Linked DNA regions of Mus musculus: all the other regions are linked to region 1. The links are chromatin contacts, called in public promoter capture Hi-C maps. All regions are on one chromosome and are shown on one strand. Each heading gives the region's core, a stretch centred on a gene start, on an enhancer-like site or on the middle of the called end of the contact. The rest is flanking DNA. Distances are from core to core; before and after follow the strand shown. Region 1 holds the start of Gmpr2 (guanosine monophosphate reductase 2). Region 2 holds the start of Oxa1l (oxidase assembly 1-like). Region 3 holds the start of 2410022M11Rik (RIKEN cDNA 2410022M11 gene). Region 4 holds the start of 4931414P19Rik (RIKEN cDNA 4931414P19 gene). Region 5 holds the start of 4930579G18Rik (RIKEN cDNA 4930579G18 gene).

Region 1 (3,654 bases), core at 439-2,938:
TCCCCAAATCCACCTGTCAGAGAAGACAGACAAGATAATAGCCAAAACCCTGAAGAATTAGTAAATGGTAACAGGAATAAAGTAATAAAACTCCATAATTATCAATCTCAGAGAAAGCACAACAAACATTCTACAAAAACAGAAAAACAAACAAACAAAAACCCAGGTCTTTAAGGCCAACAGCCACAAACAGAAACAGAACCCACCAACTAGGGATACTAGGATTAATCAGCAAAGCACATTATGTTCTCAAAAGTGCCCAGGCAACTATCTACCTTCTCAACTACATGCATAGAGGCAAGTGATATTACTGTCAGGAGCAGTGTCTTCCATTTTCAAAGGGAACAATCTGTATTTAAGAACAAAACTTCCATTTGGGATAGATCTCAGAAACTCCCAGGAACCTAAAAGAACCTTAAAGAAGTGAAAAATTAAAATAATAGTAGGCATACAAGAAAACTAATAAACTCCTTTTTTCTGTAATATCCCAGGTTGAAAATTTTTAAATACTCAAAACAGTATTTAATTTCTGGACTAAACAGTGACTGCTTAATGTTCAAACAATGACTGACTGAAGAAATGCATGTGCTTGGGTTGACCTGGGTGGGCACTGGAAGAATTTGGTAAAGTATATAATTTATGGGAGATTATAATAAAAAAGATGAAACAGATCTAAATTTGAATCTCACTAGTTCAGACAGATCTTTGAACTGATCAAATGGTTCTTAGTAATGGAAAAAAAAATAGTAAACACAACATTCTGTTAATTGCCAGAGACTGGGAATACAGATGCAATTCCTCTGTAGCCGCTAGCTGGGAGAAGATCTGGTAGGGGGCATAAGGTTAATCTCACCTTACAGAGAACCCTAGCCATTTCAAAAGTGCCCACGGTATCCATATTGGCAGCAATGACAGGGATGCCACTGTACATCTGCTTTGAGTTCCGGAACGAAAATGATCTTGTGAGCTCTACCTGCAGACATTAAGAGGACATTAAGATTTCATTCATTCAGAAAATATGTATCGTTCTCGAACCTGACAGCTTTCTTGGACCTGGTCCATTAGAAGCTTGAGGTAAAAATAAATAAATAAATAAAAACCAAGGAAGACAACTGGCTCACCTCACTTCGAGACTTAAGAGTGCTGCGTTTGGGCCTCAACAGGACATCCTTGAAGTCAAGTTTCACATCATTATCAATATGAGGCATGATGCAAAGCTGGAGTTAGATTTAAAAAAAAATGAGGCTGTAAGACTGGGAAGTAACAAAGTTCGCCTCTCACGCTTAAACTGTGTAAAGTCAGATCAGGGTGTGGTTCTTCAAGTCTCCCTGGGACCATCCAGTGTCTGGATTATCCTAATGCTTCAATCCCAGGTATGATTTTTAGGGAGAATTGGGAAGAGATTATGGTTCCTGAAGGTGCTTCCTTACCTAGTTACTCTCCCTTTTTTCGCCCCTGCAAAGGGCAACTTAGAGTAAGAAGCTAACTTAGGGATGAGAAAAGAGATTTTAACCAGCTTCCGGCATAGCGGTACTCACTTCCTGTTGCTTTGACTCAGGTGGCAGTTGACCAAAGATTCTTTTGCTTAGCAACTAGCCGCGTGCAGCCTCGATGAGCCTTCAGGGCCACTCGAACGAGTTCCGCTAATTGCAAACTCGACTACCCAAGGAATTCTAGCTTCGGGCGCTGTGCAAGGCCTTCTGGGTAACAGAGTCCACACACTCAAGCTGCCGTTGAGTGCGAGCGGCAGAAGAACTACAACTCCTAGGATGCAAAGGACAGAGCTGCCTCCAGGCATGATGGGACAAGTAGTTTGTTCCGTTCCAGCTCGCCGCTAACACCAGTTCGGTGGCCACGCGCGGGGTCTCAGGGCGCCGTCTGGCTGTTCCTAGCCGACTTGCCTTTCTCTTTACAACCCCACTGACACAGAACACGAGGGCACTCCTGAGCGTTTCGGGAACCCGGTGGAAAGAGGAGAGGGTGGGTCCAGAGAGTGACCCGGAAGCAGAAGTGTTCCTTGCCGTGGAGTGCTGGGAAGCGGCAGCGGCAGCAGCGACCACAGCGGGAGAAGCAGCACTCTAGCCGCCTGCAACCCCAACCTGGGAAGAAGATGCTAATTAAAGTGAAGGTGGGAGCGTTTCCAGACTTTCCAAGACTCGGTGCAGGGTTGGCCGCTGCGCCTTAAGGGAGAGGCGGGAAGGAAAACCATGCCTTTCCTGAACTTGGAGGGCTGACACCCTCGGGGCCCTGCGCGAGGCTTGATGGGAACTAGGGGGACCCCGGGAGGCTTTGAGCTCTGGAGGCCGATCCAGCCTGAAGACTTCGGGTCTTACAAGGAAGCCTGTCCTACTTTCTTGCCAGTCTGTATTCAGACCCAGAAGGAGGCAGCGTTTGTCCTGGTCTCACTGTATTCAAGCCCTTGCAGTCATAGAGAAGGCCTGGCAGCAGCTTGGCTCCTCACTCCAGAATTTTTTGGGAAAGCTTTGTCCCCTGTTCTTCATGCCTAGATTGTATACTTCTCTCAGGCCCTAACACAGGCTCCCTCCAGAGCACAGCACTGATTAGAGTCTGATGAAAGTGAGGGCCTTTCAGTAGCTAGACTACGAGCCAAGGTTAGTGTCTCACCCGTCTTACAGTAGCTAAGCTCGGAGTGGTACTAGGCACCTTCTGTCGGAACTGGACATTAAGAACTAGCCTCATTTCTTTGGCTAATTTAGGCTACTTATCGATGCGTTGGTTCTTGGTACTCTGTCTTCAACTCCCGTAGATGTTCAGTTTTAAACCCATCAGGCCATTCTGCTGTACATTTAGACAGAGACACAAAAATGATAATAATGAGGAGGCCTGGCATTAATCTGACCTTTTCATTGCTGTGTTCAGTCTATCTTCAGTTACTGGACACGTCAACTATTAGCCTTTTTTTCTACATTCCTTCCAAAAAAAACTTTAATTAAAGATTGAAGTCAGAGGGCAAGTTGATGATTACTGTTTTTCAGACATGGGTAATCTATGAATTAGCAATAGGTCTTTGACTCTTTTTGTTTGTTTTGTTTTGTTTTTGGAGACAGGGTTTTTCAGTGCAGCCCTGGATGTCCAGAAACTCACTCTGTAGACCAGGCTGGCCTCGGACTCAGAAATCCGCCTGCCTCTGCATCCCAAGTGCTGGGATTAAAGGCGTGCGCCACCACTGCCCAGCAGGTCTTTGAGTTTTAAACACCATTTTATTCTTTGTTTTTAATATATACAACACTGTGTTTTGGGTAGGCTCAGACTTAATGGATCATAAGAATGATAGTCCCTCCCTGTTCAGTGGATCTATGATGGCGGTGGTGGTGGAGGTGGAGGATTACTTGGGATTTTGAACCAGCCTCTGTAGCCTAGGCTGCTCTCAAGCTTGTGGAGATCCACCTGTGTTAGCCCTCTAATTGCTAAGACAAGCAGCCCACCCCCAGCCCCCCATCCACAGTCTCACAGCCTGCTGCATGTGAACCGCCAGAGGCTAGGATTACAGGCAGACATCGTCTTAATATTGTCTAACTTCTGTTCTGCAGCACCTGCCTATTCTTTTTTTTTAAATCGCATCTTTAGTATATGTGTGTGTATGGGTGCTGTCCGTGCTTATATGTCTTGGCACCTGTGTGCCTGGTGGTGCCC
Region 2 (3,654 bases), core at 775-3,274, 1.3 Mb after region 1:
TTTTTCCCAATCTTTCTTTCTTTCTTCCTTCCTTCCTTCTTTTTTTTTTTTTTTAAATGGTAGTGGGTGGGTGGGAAGGTTAGTTTTGGAGGCAGGATCTTGATTGCTCTGTAGTTCAGGTTGGCCTTGTACATGCTAACCAAGAGCTCTGTTACTGACTACATCCCAAGACATGGCTCAGGGGCTAAGAGCTCCAGCAGAGGATCCATTTTCCGTCGTTAGCACCCTTGTAGAGCAGCATACAGCCACTGGTAACTCCAGCCTCAGGCTCTCTAATGGGCACTCATGTACACATGCACACCGTCACACACACACACACACTCATAACACAATATGATAAATCTCTCTGAGAAAAATCCTACACAGGCTTCTAAGAAACAGTATTCAAAGAATCACACAGATCACAAACACACAAACTCACAATCACATTTCACTTTATTGGCTTACCACCACTCCTCTGGTAGTGTCTTGAATATAATACAAAATTTAATTAATTAGTTAAATTTATTTATTTATTTATTTATTTTGGTTTTTCGAGACAGGGTTTCTCTGCATAGCCCTGGCTGTCCTGGAACTCACTTTTTAGACCAGGCTGGCCTCGAACTCAGAAATCTGCCTGCTTCTGCCTCCTAAATGCTGGGATTAAAGGCGTGCGCCACCATGCCAGGCAAATTTAATTTTTTTGTTGTTTTGTTTTTTGTTTTTAGAGACAGGGTTTCTCTGTGTAGCCCTGGCTGTCCTGGAACTCACTTTGTAGACCAGGCTGGCCTCGAACTCAGAAATCCACCTGCCTCTGCCTCTCAAGTGCTGGGACTAAAGGCGTGCGCCACCAACCGCCAGGCTTAATTTTTTTTTATCTTGTGTGTGTGATGTATGTAGGCATGCATGCCACAGCATGTGTGGAAGTCAGAGATGAACTTTGTGTGGCGCCTTCTTCCTTCATTATTTATTTATTTATTTTTTTTCATTTTTGAGACAAGGTCACACTACACAGCTCTATGTTGACCAGGCTGGTTTTGAATTCAGAGATCTATCCATCTCTGCCTCCCAAGTGCTGGGGTTACTAGGATTGTGCCACAACCTGCTCCACCTTTACTTGGGTTCCAGGGTTGGCACTCGGTTTACCAGGGTTGCAATAGCAAGAGCTTTTGTACAGCAGGGTCATTTTGCCTGCCCTACAAATTTCTCAGCACTTTTAGGCATTTCCTCACTGAGTTGCCTGAGATGAGAATCTACTTCTACTCCAAACAGGTTAATATTAGGAGGAACTTAGGAGGAGTGTGAGAACTCTGCTACACATTCACTGTCTCCCGCAAAACAAAACAAACAAAACAACACAGAACCAAAAGAAAGGGGCCAAGAAGTCGTGCTCCTTTCCTCAGCGGGAACCTCTTACCTGGGCTTCTGCAAAGAGGGTGGCAGATGTACTGATGCAGCGAGGAGTGAAGACGGCGAGAAGAGCACAGGGTGGCCGCCCGTTACCCCGGCGGGCTGCGAGGAGCTCGGCGGCCAGCGGTCTCAGGGACACTGCGACGCTATGGTACTGACCATGTGAAAGGAAGGGAAGGCCTTGAGTCCCAGCCGACCCGCCTCTCCCGCAGACAGCCTGCGGTTGCAGCAGTGGGGCGCTGCAACTCTGCTCGCACAGACTACAGGCCCCGAAGCCATGCACTGGAGCGTGCAGGGTGCAGCTCCGGTTAGGGTCTCCCGCATCCTGTTACCGAAGCCCGGGGACGGGGCCCAGAGGTCACGGCTCAGGGTCGCAGGCAGTTTCCAAACAGCTACAGAGAAACCAGGCCACCAACCCCGGGACGTAACCCGGTGGTGCCCTCACGCGACCGGAGGTCATGACTCGCAGGTCGCAGTGACCAGGTCAGCATCTGCTCGTGACCTCAGCTCAGGTGACAAGGACAAGGCAGCATCCCCGCGCTTTGGACGGAACCTTACCGAACGCTGGGGTCGTAGGAGTCGCAGAAGCTGCCAGCGACCGCACACTAAATTCCTCGCCATCTTGCCGGGAAGAGGGAACTTACTCTCGCGCACGCGCACTCAGAACTTTGACGCTGCGGGGGAGGCCATTTTGGAAATGGGCAGGCAGTCAGACCTGACGTCACAGATCAGGTAGTGAGGGAGAATGAAGACAGGCGATGGTATTTGAAGTGGTTTAAAAAAGTCAAGATTCCGCAGAGATTGAAACTAAGAGACAGAGGCAGGCGGATTTCTGAGTTCGAGGCCAGCTTGGTCTACAAAGTGAGTTCCAGGACAACAGCCAGGACTATACAGAGAAACCCTGTCTCGAAAATCAAAAAAAAAAAAAAAAAAAAAAAAAAAAAAGAAAAGAAACTAAGAGACAGGATGCGCTGTTAAGTGGCAGTGTAAACATAGCATATTTCCTGTTTTCCCTTCCATTTCCCAAACTGTAATTGTTCCCTGGGTTAAAATAATTCTTGGATTAAAAATGGCCTTTACTCTTGGAATAGTGCCTCAAATCTATAATCCCAGCATTTGGGAGGCGGAGGCAGGAGGATTGCCTAAAATTCGAGGTGAATCTTGGTTACCTATTGTGTTTAAGGCTAGCCAGGACTGCAGAGAGACCCTGCCTGTCACAAGAAGATAATGAATAAACAAAATCTCAAACTAGAATTAACCCCACAAACAGGCAAACCAGAAAGGCGAAAACAATAGCTTTTACATCTGTGCTTGGCGTGGGTTTTTTCTTACTGCAAGGTAATATTGTAATTACAGATCCAATGAAATTTGAAAGTAGCCTGGAATCTGACAAAGCTATAGGGAAGGCAGTTTCCGGGAAATAACCGAGGAAACTAAAGATGAAAGTTGAACTTGATGTCTTGGATCTGTTGTCTCAAGATTGTTACTATCTATTTGTAGATTTTGTTGTGTATTTTTTGAAACTAAAAGCTTCCCTAAAGCATAAATTGAAATAAGGTGGGTATGGTGCTGCACGCCTGTGATCCCAGCACTGAAGAGGAAGCTGACTCAGGTAAGTGGTGAGTTCAAGGCCAGCCAGGGTTAAAAATGGAGACCTTATCTTAAAAAAAAAAAGTAATGTGAAAAATAAATTACTGCTCAGGAAGGAGGGGGTTGATCACATATACTTCTTCATATGCTACTAGATACTTTGGAGGAATAAAAACTTATTTATTTCATAGATGTCGTGTGTTGTATGAGTGTACATTCTCGGAGGCCAGAAGAGGGATGGAGTTAGAGGTGTTTGTTGCATAAGTGTTGGGATCTGAACTCTGGTATTCACCATGGTGCAGCAAATAGTCTTAACCGCTGAGCCATATCCAACCCCGAAATTTGCGACTTTTATTTTGGAGAGAGAGAGAGAGAGAGAGAGAGAGAGAGAGAGAGAGAGAGAGTGTGTGTGTGTGTGTGTGTGTGTGCGTGCACATATTCTTATGTATGTACATAGCAGCTCACAACCACATACACCTCCAGTTCCAAGAGTTCTGACACCTTTGTCTGTCTCTATGGATACTAGGCAAGTGTGTGGTACAAATACATATAAGCAAGCACAACACTCATATATGCATGCCTAAATGTCTGTCTGTCTATCTATCTATCTATCTATCTATCTATCTATCTATCTATCTATCTATCTATCTATCATCTATTGTCAGATGTGGTGGG
Region 3 (3,654 bases), core at 710-3,209, 1.1 Mb before region 1:
GGGGGATGGTTATCATCTTCAGCAGTCGTGGAAATGTTACTATGATTAACACATTTATTTTCAGCCATTGAAGACTTAAATAAAATGCTGGTGATGTTGGTAACGTCCAGAGAGTAAAGCATTATGTAATATAAAAGCTTACTTAACTCTCCCACCAATCAACCCACGGACAAGAAACATGACTTAGGGTTATATGTTTGTCATCCAATGAGCATGCTTTTATCATACTTCAGAAGAGAAAAAAAGGGGATGTGCGTTTTAAATATTGAAAAAAAAAACTCCGGTTTCTGTAACTCTGAGATATGTATATGTGCTCATGAATGTATTTGTACATCTATGTGTGTAGGTAGGCCAGAAGAGCTTGTCCAAAAAAGGGCTTGGATCTCCTGGAACTGCAGTTGCTGGCAGTTGGAAACTGCTCCACGAAGGTACAAATCTGGTAGTCTTTAAGAGCAGGAAGCACTCATAACCTCTGAGCCATCTAATAGCCTTCCACTCAGCTGCCTGGTTTTTGTGGTTTTGTTTTGTTTTTTCTCTTTGAGGCAGTTAATGTATCCTGGGTCAGCTTTGAACTGATTCTGCTACTTCTGTGCCTTTAATACTGGCACTCCATTCCTGTGCTATGAGGTGTGGGATTTTGTTTTCAAATCATATCTAAGCCTAAACCAAGAAAGCAGTGGTGACATGCTTACAATCCCAATGCTCCAGAGGCAGAGGAAGAGAGAGGCAAAGGCAGAAGAAAGATCACAGAGTTCCAGGCCAGACTATGCTAGACATTGTCTTAAAAGAGAGACTCATATATATTTTTGCTCTTTTGGTTTTTCAACTCAGGGTTTTTCTGTGTAGCCCTGACTGTCCAGGAATCCACTTTGTAGACCAACCTGGCCTCGAACTCACAGATATCCAACTGCCTCTGCCTGCAAGTGTTGGAACTAAAAGCATGCGCCACCAAGTCCAGTTAAGAGTCATATATTTTCACATATTATGTAACAAGAACCTCAATCCAACCTAAAAGCATCAGTTGTAATCCCGCTAACAAACACCAGGGCGAGGTGCATTTCTTAGGTTACAGGGAGTCCTGGAAATCCGGCACCAAGTCTTCTGCCAAAGACATGGGTATAGACGAGGAACAAAAGACCCTCGTGCCGCCCTCCAGCGGCTCCGCTCCGAATGCGTCCGGTGGGACTCCCATTAGAGGGTCACTGCCCACGGAGCCAGGATGAAGCGAAGGGCACGCGATGGCCCGAGGCCCGGCAAACGTGGAGGACAGGCGCCGGGCAGGCCGGAGAGCGCGTGCTCGGCCAGGCACCGACGGCCAAGGCCAGACAGCCCAGGTCCCAGGGGCGCGAGCCCGCTAAGGGAGCCCGGGGCTCCATCTTGCCCGGCGGCAGTCTGGGGTCACCACTGTCCTGTGGCCCCGCCGCAATCTCGGCGCGCAAACTCTTGGCGGCCGAGGACAAGGCCTATGGTAGAGCGCGATCGGACTCGTTCCGGGCCAAGTTTCTCGTCCCCACGGGTTCGGTTCTGATGGGCCCCAAGTTCTCCCAACAGATCCCACAAAATGGAGGCCGACGTCTCCTCCCGCCGCAGCCATGGCGGAGGTGGGACACCCTTCCCACGGGCCAGGCAAGGTGGAAGCGCCTGCACGGCCGCCAGCGCACCAGTCCCCTTGCGGCCGCGGCCGGGCTCGCCCCCTCGGTCCGCCGCAGGCATTGCCGGGCTCGCCAGTCGCCGGGGTCTTGGGGGCCTGGACAGGGAGGACGCCGGGACATCGAGGCCGCGTCTCTCCTCGAGCAGAGTCGCAAAGGGCCGTGGCGACCGTCTGGAGGCCGAGACCCAGTGTCCCGATCCCGGGCCCACCGGAAGCCTCGACGAATATCGCCCGCCCCCAGGGCCGAAGCGCGAGCCGAACTGCGGGCAGCGCCACTCGGGCTCCTGACCCGGGCAGACCCCGCGAGTGGGGGCGGGGCGGGGGCACGGAGGGAGGGCGGAAGAGAGGGAGGGCCGGCCCAGCCCGGGGCTGGCGGCGGGGGGGGGGGGGGGGGGGGCCGGCAGGCCCGAGGGCGTGGCCCAGGTCTGACGGACAGCCGCCGTGACTACCTCACCGAGGAGGGTCCTGAAAGAAGGCCGACTGGGCCAATGGAGCCTGCCCGAGGCATTCCGTGCCGCCCACGCCATCAGCCAATGAGCGTGCGGAGGGCGGGGCCTCCCCGGGCCCCGCCGTGCCACCGCCTCCTCTGCCTCCTCCTCACCAGCGCTAAAGCCGGGACTGGACCGAGCGGAGTTGTGCGTGTCGCCGAAGGGGGGTGGGCCGGGGGAGGGGAGGTTCGTTCCGCGGAGCTGCAGCCAGAACCCGGTGAGGCTTCTCCCCGCCGTCTTTCCTGTCGAGGGCCGCGGAGAGTGGGGGTGGCTGGGAGCAGCGCAGCCTCGGGAGGAGGAGGCGGAGGCGGGGGCGACTGGGGAGGCGGAGATGGGTGAGGGCAGCGTCGGGAGCCTCCCACCGAGCCGGGCTTAACAGCCCGCGGCGGCCGGTGTCGCGGCTGCTGCGTCGGGGCCTGAGGGTGCGCTGGGGGCCGCGCTGATGTCCAGGGCGGCTTCGCGTGCGGCCGGAGGGGTGAGGGAGCGCGGGCGCGGCAGGGCTGGCTGGGTGAGGCGGCCGCGGGGCGGGGAGCGCGAGAGCCTCCGGGTGCGGGCGGCAGCGGCCGGAGGTCGAAGAGTGTTTTCCTTTCTGTGCTGCGAGCGGGCGGGCGGGTCGGGGAGGGGCCCTTTGGCCCTCCCGCCCGGGGGCCGCACTCCCACCCTGTCTGTTCAACCGACACCCCAAGTTTTCCGTGTTAAGGGGCGTCCTCTTACGTCCCGCGGCGTTTTCTCTCTCTCTCTTTTTTTTTTTTTTTGGGTCGGTCTGTCGCAGCTTTTAATCTTATTTGAGCCAGTTTCTAATGGCTGACCTGGTGCCTGTCGCGGGCTACTGAGGAGTTAGGCCCTAATCAAGTGCTTGCGGCAAATGGGACCCAATTGTTGAACCTCTCCCGGGTCGGATTTGTACTTGAGTGGTAACTACTTAGGAGAAATGTGAATCCCTTTCTAGATTCGAGGACGCGTTTACTCTTCGACTCAGCTGCGCGCTCTACTCATAATTCTGAAACTGGAAAGAACATATGAGCTTGGCCTGCTGTCGTTTAGTTGATCTATTGTTTATTTGGAGAAGGTTGGTAGAACAGCTTGGGAATAACTTCACCTTGACTTATTTATTTCCTTTGGCGTTCAGGGTTTGGTGCTACCTCGGAGCTGTTGATGTTCACTGTATGTATGTGTTTTGGGTGTTTGTTTGTAAATTTCTTTTTATACTAGGATCTTCAAGCTACTTTGGTGAAGGATTTGACAGGAATAAGGAAAACATCTCCATTGTGAGTCATTTTGCGTAGCTTTCCTGCTTAAACCACTAGGATAGACTTTTCTATTTTGTCGAAGTGAAGAGTTGCTGCCTGAGTGATTTCTGCTGAGAAAGCCAAGCCAGTGTGATCTGTAGTGTGTTAGTGGGTACTACTAACATGGCTGTCTTCTCAGATTCCTAAATAAGACTATGTTCTTAGTCATAAGATGCTGTGCACTTAACATTTTTGTGTTCCTTTCTAGGAGATTTCTTTAATTTCT
Region 4 (3,654 bases), core at 546-3,045, 1.1 Mb after region 1:
ATCACTCCCTCTGAGGTACCCAGAAAGCTGGAATCACAGAGGCAATAAGTGTGAGAAAGGAAGCTACAAGGACTGAGACCAGAGAGAGGAACAGGAAAGTAATGGAGGGAAACCGGGAGACTGTTACTGGATGCAGCAGGGAAAGATGGATAGAGACACTGACAGGCAGAGCTGGACCAGGAGGCTTTGGCGAGGAGGCATACGGAGACTGAGGACGGTGACTGGGAGTAGAAGCTAATGCCCAGTGAAGCCTGTTCCCCTGGAGACAGAGCCATCCTCCGGCCACACATAATGACACATGCCTCTGTGTGTTGTGCCCCTGTACTGTCACAGTCGCTTACCCTCTGTAAGAAGCCATGTCAACATTGCTGTGCAAAGCTGGAGACGTCTGCAGTCTCCTCTTCAACACAGCCAGGCCACAGCCAGAAGCATAGAAACTGCTTCCAGAACAAGAGGGAAAAAGAAACGGGAACACATCTTTTTCTTTTAATGTGGTTAAAGCATGCATCACCATTTTTAGAGTTCTTTTCATTTTCTTTTATAAACTCATAGGTCAGGGGTTCGAGTGAGGAGGAAAAGGCAGGAAGTCCTAGAAAGAAGACTTGAGAAGGGTCATGGGTTTCAGATATTAAAACATAAATAAATAGGTGAGAGAGAGAGAGACGGAGAGGGAGAGGGAGAGGGGGGGGGGAGAAAGAGAACTTAGTGTCCAGCAGAGACACTGGTGAAGGCTGCCAAACCCCTGTGGACTTGAGTTTGATCCTTCAGACCCTCTAGGTGGAGAGAATTCCTGCAAGTTGTCCCCTATTCTTTTTTTTTTTTTTTTTTTTTTTTTTCTTTTTTCTGAGACAGGGTTTCTCTGTATAGCCCTGGCTGTCCTGGAACTCACTTTATAGACCAGGCTGGCCTCGAACTCAGAAATCCGCCTGTCTCTGCCTCCCGAGTGCTGGGATTAAAGGCATGCGCCACCACACCTGGCACAAGTTGTCCCCTAATTGCCACACTTTGCATTGCGGCACGCGAGTGCCCCCACCAAAAGAAAAAATACACACACACACACACACACACACACACACACACACACACACGTATGTATGTATGTATGTTAGTGTGTGTGTGTGTGTGTGTTCGCGCAAACGTTTTATAATAAAAAGGTGCAGTGAGACCGGTTTATGGACTGCTTAAAATCGAGGTTTAAGCAATGGTCTACATGCAGGGTGTGTGAGGGAGACATTTTGGTTTCTTCAGAATGTGGTTTTAGCCTAGTAGGGGAGCCTGGCTCAGGCTGTGCAAAAACAAGCCCCAAGTGTAAGGCTACTTAGCCTCTCACTTGAACAACGTTACACTCATAGATGTTCATGTAAAGGTGGGCTGCTAGACAACTTGTGTGACCCAGAGACACTGGCCTGGGAAACCAAGGGTTGGAGGGCCTCGCCCCCCAAACCTGACGCTCAATCAGCCTAAGAGGTCCCAAGTTCGCTAGTTCTCCCAGCTTAGCAATGTCAGAGGGCGCTCACTCACAGGGTGGTTCTTCTGAGCCTGGCTTGGGGGGCGGGGAGGGAGAACGAGACGGGAAAGATGAGCGGACAGCGAGGAGAAAGGGAAGGGCAGTGGGCGCATCGGCCAGGTCCGGGAGCTCGCGGCCCTCGGGGGCCCCCCGGACGGGCGCCTCGGGTGCGGCGCGTGTGCTTGCGGGCGGGGCGGGCGGCGGCCAATCCGGGCGGGCGGCCGGGAAGGGGCGGGGCTTGTGAGCTCCGGCTCCGCGAGTCCTCCTTTTTTGCACACACACGAATACAAAGAGCCATACGACCTTCGAGTATCCTTTTTCCATTTTTTTTCCTCCTTCATCTTGTGTGCGTTTTCCAAATTTTTAAAAATAGAGATCTGTGGCAGTGCTGGGGTGAGGAAACTGTTGCTAAGGGGAATTTGCTCTTTTCCCCATTTCTTTTCCTGTCTCTCTTTCTCTTTCTTTTTCCTGGTCGAGGTTTAAAAATATACCAAGTTGAGAAGCCGTGTGCAACTGTTCCCAGACCAATTTACAGATTTTTTTTTTCTTTTTGGATCACATTTTAAGAATTGGTAAATTTTGTGGTTGAAGGATTTAAATTTTAGTCGCTTGGGGAAGTATAGATTTGTTTTTAATCGGGTTAAAGCGATAATGTGAATTTCTACCACAGGCAACAGAGAGATTTGAGGTGCCCTCACAAAGCCTTTGGCATGTATTTTAGACACACTCACTCAGAACCAAAACCAAGTGCTGTAGCAGCAATGTAGCAGCGAGTGTGACAGGCCAATAGATTAAATATACTGGGTTATTTTAATTGGGACACTCATTTCCCAGGAGAGAAGGGAAAGCTCTCTCACAGTGTTTTGCACACACAATTTCATGAGGACATTTGTGTGTATGTACACTTAAAACATACCATTTCGTATGGATTCATCTTGTGGTTTATTCTTTGTATTTATGTAAAGTATGTGTATATGTGCTGTTATCGGATTTTATTTTTAAAGTGTTTTCATTTGATTTTATGTGTGTAAAATAGACCTTAGGATGTTTTTTCCCCTCTGTGTTCCCAAATGTGATCAAAACAGGATTTCAAATGCAAAGTAAAGCGTAGAGGAAATCCTGCACTTAGCATACTTAAGAACTTTCATCCTATTGGAATTTACCTTCTTTTCTGCTTCTTTTTATATCAGATTAGTGAATAATTAAATAATTGCCCCAAAGCCTGCAGTCAGTGTGTTTGGCAAACGAAGTGGGGGGGACGGGGACTGAGTGTGTAGTCCAGAGCCTTTTAGTGACTTTTTAAATGCTTTTGGTTTTTTATTGGTTTTCCTTCCTAAACATGCAACTGTGTATATTTTAGCCTTTATGAGTAGTTTTGGGGGGAGGTACCAGAAGGGAATCTCCTGGCATTTTGACAAAGTGACCTTTTATTGGTTGGGATTTGTTTGGAAAACTCCACATCTGGGAAAGTGTGTGAGACAATATTCTAGTCCAGTTACTGAACGGGGGTGGGGGTGGGGTCCTGGGAGGGGTACTTGGGGTAGGGGCAAGAGGAGGCAAACGCAAAACCCAGGAGGGATAAGAAATACAATGTGATTGTTATTTTGCTTTCTGTGAATGCAAAGCTTCCCCCATATCGTCACATTTTTGGAAAAGTGTGTGTGCATTGAAGGACTGTTGCCTGGGGCAGAGGCCCCCCTTCCCTTGGGAGTTCTATGCTGAGACAGGCTTATTAAGAGTTAGACAGGATTTGCCCAAATCCAGTCTGTGTTTAAAGACTTGAGTGAAAACATTATAGTGTATGTGGATGGCAATCAGGGTCGGTTACAATGTTGTAACCGGGAGATTAAAGTGCAAGTTTTCACTACAACCAAACCCCCGTGCTTCTTAGTTCAGTGTTGTGTAGAGACAGCATTTAAAGACACCTAAACAATACCTGCAGTATAATTTATACTAATAAGGAGAATGCCCTGGCTCAGGTTGACTAGACTTATTTACAGTGACTTTTTATTTCCCAGCAATACAAACCAGATTGGGACACAATGATTACTGGTCCCAGGGTGGACCTTCCGCAAGTTTAGACAATGCATATCTTTGAAATGTAGTTATATTCTAGCGAACTTAGTGACCCCAGGAGTGATGGTAAC
Region 5 (3,654 bases), core at 675-3,174, 1.0 Mb after region 1:
GAGAGAAGTGGGCACCCTTACCAGCCCCATCCTCACTCTTACTGGTCCTGGTGTCTGGAGGCCCTGTGGATCACCGGGCACTTACTAATTAACAGTTGATTGGACACAAGGTCGGGGTCATTGGCTACACCTATGCCCTTTCCAAAGTCTTGGGTTTTTTAGCTTTTTTGTTTTTTTATAAAGGAAGTGGGCTTCCTTTAGGTTCTTGGTAAATTAAAGATGCCTTAACTAGTGAGTAGAGAGGCTATAGCCTTCTAGACAAATTGAGGTCACTTTTGAAGGACTTTTCAGAGGAGACTGTTGGTTTCGTGCAAGAGAGCTGTGAAGTGAGTGTCTAAGAACTCTGAGTGCTGGGAACCCCACATAAAGGCCCCATCTGGTACTGAGTGGCCATGACCACTGTAATTTGTGCTTTTTCCCTAAAGAAAGCATTCCCACTTTCCCATGGGAAAGTTCTAGTCTGATCCCGCCCAAGTAAGGAGCCATTGGGATTTTATGTCCACAAAGCTAACATCTTGCTCTCTCTTCCCCTTCACTCTCTCCTACCCTTTCCTTCAATCTCTTCCATCCTGTCAGTGAAGAGAAGGAGGAAGTGACCATGGACACCAGTGAAAACAGACCTGAAAATGAGGTGCCTGAGCCTCCTCTGCCTGTTGCAGACCAAGTCAGCAATGATGAGCGCCCAGAGGGTGGTGCTGAAGAAGAGGAAAAGAAAGAGGTAACTAGCCAAGCCACCTGTTGGGGAGGGTGGGCCGAGCGTGGGCCTAGGGAGAATAGACCATCTCAGCCATCCCTCTTACACAGTGGGATGACCTAAAGGGGATAAGGCTATCCTTGGATCAGGATAGGGCAAGGGAGAATTCGCTGGTTTAGCAAGGGATGCCCCTTGTGATAACAGACAAGGTCTTTGATTTCCTTTCCCTACATGAAGCAGTGATATAGACCAGGCTCCTAATTTGGAAGTCTGTTAATGGCCCTTTTTTTTAGAGAGAGAGGGGGGAGAGGGAGGCGAGGGAGAGAGAGAGGAGAGAGAGAGAAAAACCAAAAAACCCAAGTGCAGCTTTCTTGCTGCTGAAGCTTCTGTGAAGCTAACTCCTTGAGCTTTCCCTCCTTTTTAAAAGCTTAATGGCACTTGTCGCCACCTAGTGGGGCTTTGGGTCTCTTACCGAGTCAGCCATGCTGAGGAATTTTTGTTGCTCTTCTGCCCCCCAGTGGTCTAATTACGGAAGTGTAGCTTCTTAGAAATCCAAGGGGTGAACCACAAGGCCCTCTTAGGTTTTGTTTTGTTTTGTTGGCACAAATATTACCACTTTTTCCTATACCCAGTTCAAGAGGCTTCCCCCATTGGAGCCAGCGAGGTCTTCTTGACCCTTAAAGAAATAGAATTAGCTGGGTTTGGGAGTGGTATTATTACAGGGTGGGAGGGGCTGTTGTGTGTGTAGCCTTTCTCTGGTGTGTGTTGCGGGGGTGGGGGCCGGTGAAAGTGATTTGATGTGCAGAATATTATTTATTACAAGGTCCTTCTTCCCCGTAAAACTTTGTCCAAGTACCTCATGTACGGTAATCCGCCCGTAAAATATAACCCTGCCCAACTGGCCAATCGCTGATGCCGCCTCTACCTCTGGACCCACCCGCTGCTACCGAGCCGCCCAATCAGAGCCGAGTGTGCTCCCGGTGTCTTGGCCAGAGGGGCGTGTCTGTGGGCGTCTGTGATGGGCCCCGCCTCCCTTCTTGCTTACATCGGGGCTGAGACGAGCACTGTTCTGGAGAGACTTGTACTGAGAACAAGAAGCATTTGGAAAGGGGTGGACTTGAATCATCGCCCTACTCGGGACACCCCAAGAAGAGTTGTGCCAGTGCTGGGGTGCCTGCCCACATGCCCTTACCTGTCAGAGACTGTGGGTTGCCTTGTTTGCTACAGACTGTTGGGATCCCCATCTAGGGACCAAGAAACCTAAGAGAGTCAGATGTTTATGACGACAGTGCCGAGCTGTAAACACTTGAGTGGGGCCGGTGGCCTAAGCTTTGTTGACTAGAAACCCTGCAGAGAAGTCTGGGGGTCTGTACCCAGGGGCTTAAAGCTGATGGCAGCCCAGCCCGCGTGTCACCACTTGCTCTTCAGATGGACTTTCCTTTGGTCCCTGCTGTCCATGGTGAAGGGCAGCATCGTGTCGGTCGCTTCAGCTTCTCCTCCATCCCTGGAGGCAGGGACTCACTCACCCACCCAACCGGAACCACTGTCTCAGCTGCAGTCCCTGAGGAGGTGCCAACGACAAACCGGAAGACATACTCTGAGCTTGCTGCTGAATGTGTACCAGGTCCTGGGGAAATTGACTACTGCCACCCCCGGGCTACCTTCATCAGAGGCTCCATGATCCTGCTCGGTGACAGGACCTCTCCCCAGTTACACTCAGAGGAGGAAGGGACTTTGGAGTTGTCACCTGGATCCCAAGTGTTGGCTAGTGGCACTGCTGCAGCTTGTCACTGGTGGACATAGGGTCCTGCCTGCCTCATGAAAGAAAGGCAAGGAGCATTCCTGCCGCTCACAGGCCGCTTGCTCATTCATCAGGGACTGCAAGATGATGCCCTACAGGGCCAGGACTGATGCTCTGCCCCCATTCCCCCCTCTGCCCCTCGCTGAGGCTGGCCATCGCCAGTGAACTGTTTTGACATCTTGGAAACTGGGCAGCGTCCCCCCACACGATTCCCTCCCGCCCCCCCTGCGCCCCTGGGAGGACTCTGGCAGTGCCACGCTGACTACCACGCCGTGCGCCCACCTTTTTTGCCAACCCAACCCCCCACCAATTGCACAGCGCCTAGCAGGGAGGGCTCATTCTGATTGGACGGCGGTTGACTAGATACAGTACACAGTGAGGTGCGATTGGCTGAACTGAAGATCCCAGGTGTGAGATGGTACCTGGAACATTTGTCATATTCCTAGTTTATTCTTTTATTTTCTACCTCTTCTTTAATCTTTTATTTTTATAATTTATTTTTTTATTTCTTTGTTGGGTTTATTTATTTGGTTCGTGTTTTTCTTGTTTTAATTAAGTTATTTTGTTTAATTGGTTTTTTGGGTTCTTTTATTTTCTTTCTTTTTTGTTTTTTTTTGTTTGTTTGTTTGTTTTTTTGGTTTTTATTTATTTCCTTTTCTCACTAACTTACCCATCGTGAGCAACCTAGCTAGGGGTCAGGCTGGCTCTTAACACAGACCAAGGAGACTTGGTTAGATGACACAGGTGGGGCTGGGGGTGGGAGGGGAAAGGAGATTAAGGGGGTCCTGCCCTACCCGTTAGAAGGGTGGTAGGGTGGTCTTAGTTTTTCCAGAAATAAGCACCTATAAAAGTGCCCCTGCTCTGTCTGTAGTGTCACTCCACTGTGTGTCTGGAAAGAGGCTTGCCCAAATCTGTCTTGTGGGATTTGTTTTGGTTTTGGTCCTTAGCCAGAGCCCCTGCATTTGAGCCCTGTTTGAAGGGGGAGCGTTAAGGCTCTGCTGGAGTAAGGGTGGTGGTTGGGGAGGCCGAGGCTTTCCCTGGAGCAGCTGGCCTTTACCAGAGCCTCCTTAGACAAGAGATCCTTGTAAATTCTCTCTGCTACCTGCCCTTCATCTGCAGTGAACCTTGTATAATTCTTTTCCTTGGTGTTGCTCTGAGT

Evidence for each region. Promoter capture Hi-C pulls out the DNA fragments that hold promoters and counts their contacts.
Region 2: a contact with region 1 is called in a promoter capture Hi-C map of pre-B cells, with 6 times the contacts expected there. The contact joins the promoter of Oxa1l here to the promoter of Gmpr2 in region 1. A contact is called at or near these places in 3 of 39 promoter capture datasets (cranial neural crest, liver and pre-B cells).
Region 3: a contact with region 1 is called in a promoter capture Hi-C map of liver, with 2.2 times the contacts expected there. The contact joins the promoter of 2410022M11Rik here to the promoter of Gmpr2 in region 1. A contact is called at or near these places in 3 of 39 promoter capture datasets (hippocampal neurons, liver and pre-B cells) and 1 of 484 Hi-C or Micro-C datasets (B cells).
Region 4: a contact with region 1 is called in a promoter capture Hi-C map of pre-B cells, with 4 times the contacts expected there. The contact joins the promoter of 4931414P19Rik here to the promoter of Gmpr2 in region 1. A contact is called at or near these places in 4 of 39 promoter capture datasets (cranial neural crest, liver, neutrophils and 1 more).
Region 5: a promoter capture Hi-C map of hematopoietic stem and progenitor cells shows a contact between it and region 1, with 2.4 times the contacts expected there. The contact joins the promoter of 4930579G18Rik here to the promoter of Gmpr2 in region 1. A contact is called at or near these places in 11 of 39 promoter capture datasets (the 3T3-L1 cell line, the C10 cell line, the HPC-7 cell line and 6 more).

Annotation. Positions count from the first base shown.
Region 1 is chr14:55,670,269-55,673,922 of GRCm38.p6, reverse strand. It overlaps Gmpr2 (guanosine monophosphate reductase 2), which reads right to left and starts at 1,688. Exons shown (of 10, transcript NM_177992.2): 1 at 1,539-1,688; 2 at 1,122-1,217; 3 at 854-973. The coding sequence starts at 1,208. It overlaps Nedd8 (neural precursor cell expressed, developmentally down-regulated gene 8), which reads left to right and starts at 2,043. Exons shown (of 4, transcript NM_008683.4): 1 at 2,043-2,128. The coding sequence starts at 2,111.
Region 2 is chr14:54,359,211-54,362,864 of GRCm38.p6, reverse strand. Oxa1l (oxidase assembly 1-like) reads right to left here and starts at 2,024. Exons shown (of 10, transcript NM_026936.3): 1 at 1,948-2,024; 2 at 1,397-1,543. The coding sequence starts at 2,010.
Region 3 is chr14:56,810,294-56,813,947 of GRCm38.p6, reverse strand. It overlaps 2410022M11Rik (RIKEN cDNA 2410022M11 gene), which reads right to left and starts at 1,959. Exons shown (of 1, transcript NR_152252.1): 1 at 49-1,959. It overlaps Zmym5 (zinc finger, MYM-type 5), which reads left to right and starts at 2,484. Exons shown (of 8, transcript NM_001253753.1): 1 at 2,484-2,614; 2 at 3,089-3,208.
Region 4 is chr14:54,604,049-54,607,702 of GRCm38.p6, reverse strand. It overlaps 4931414P19Rik (RIKEN cDNA 4931414P19 gene), which reads left to right and starts at 1,795. Exons shown (of 7, transcript NM_028890.2): 1 at 1,795-1,900.
Region 5 is chr14:54,648,781-54,652,434 of GRCm38.p6, reverse strand. It overlaps 4930579G18Rik (RIKEN cDNA 4930579G18 gene), which reads right to left and starts at 1,924. Exons shown (of 6, transcript NR_038053.1): 1 at 1,887-1,924; 2 at 1,167-1,370; 3 at 621-695. It overlaps Acin1 (apoptotic chromatin condensation inducer 1), which reads left to right. Exons shown (of 19, transcript NM_023190.3): 9 at 577-718.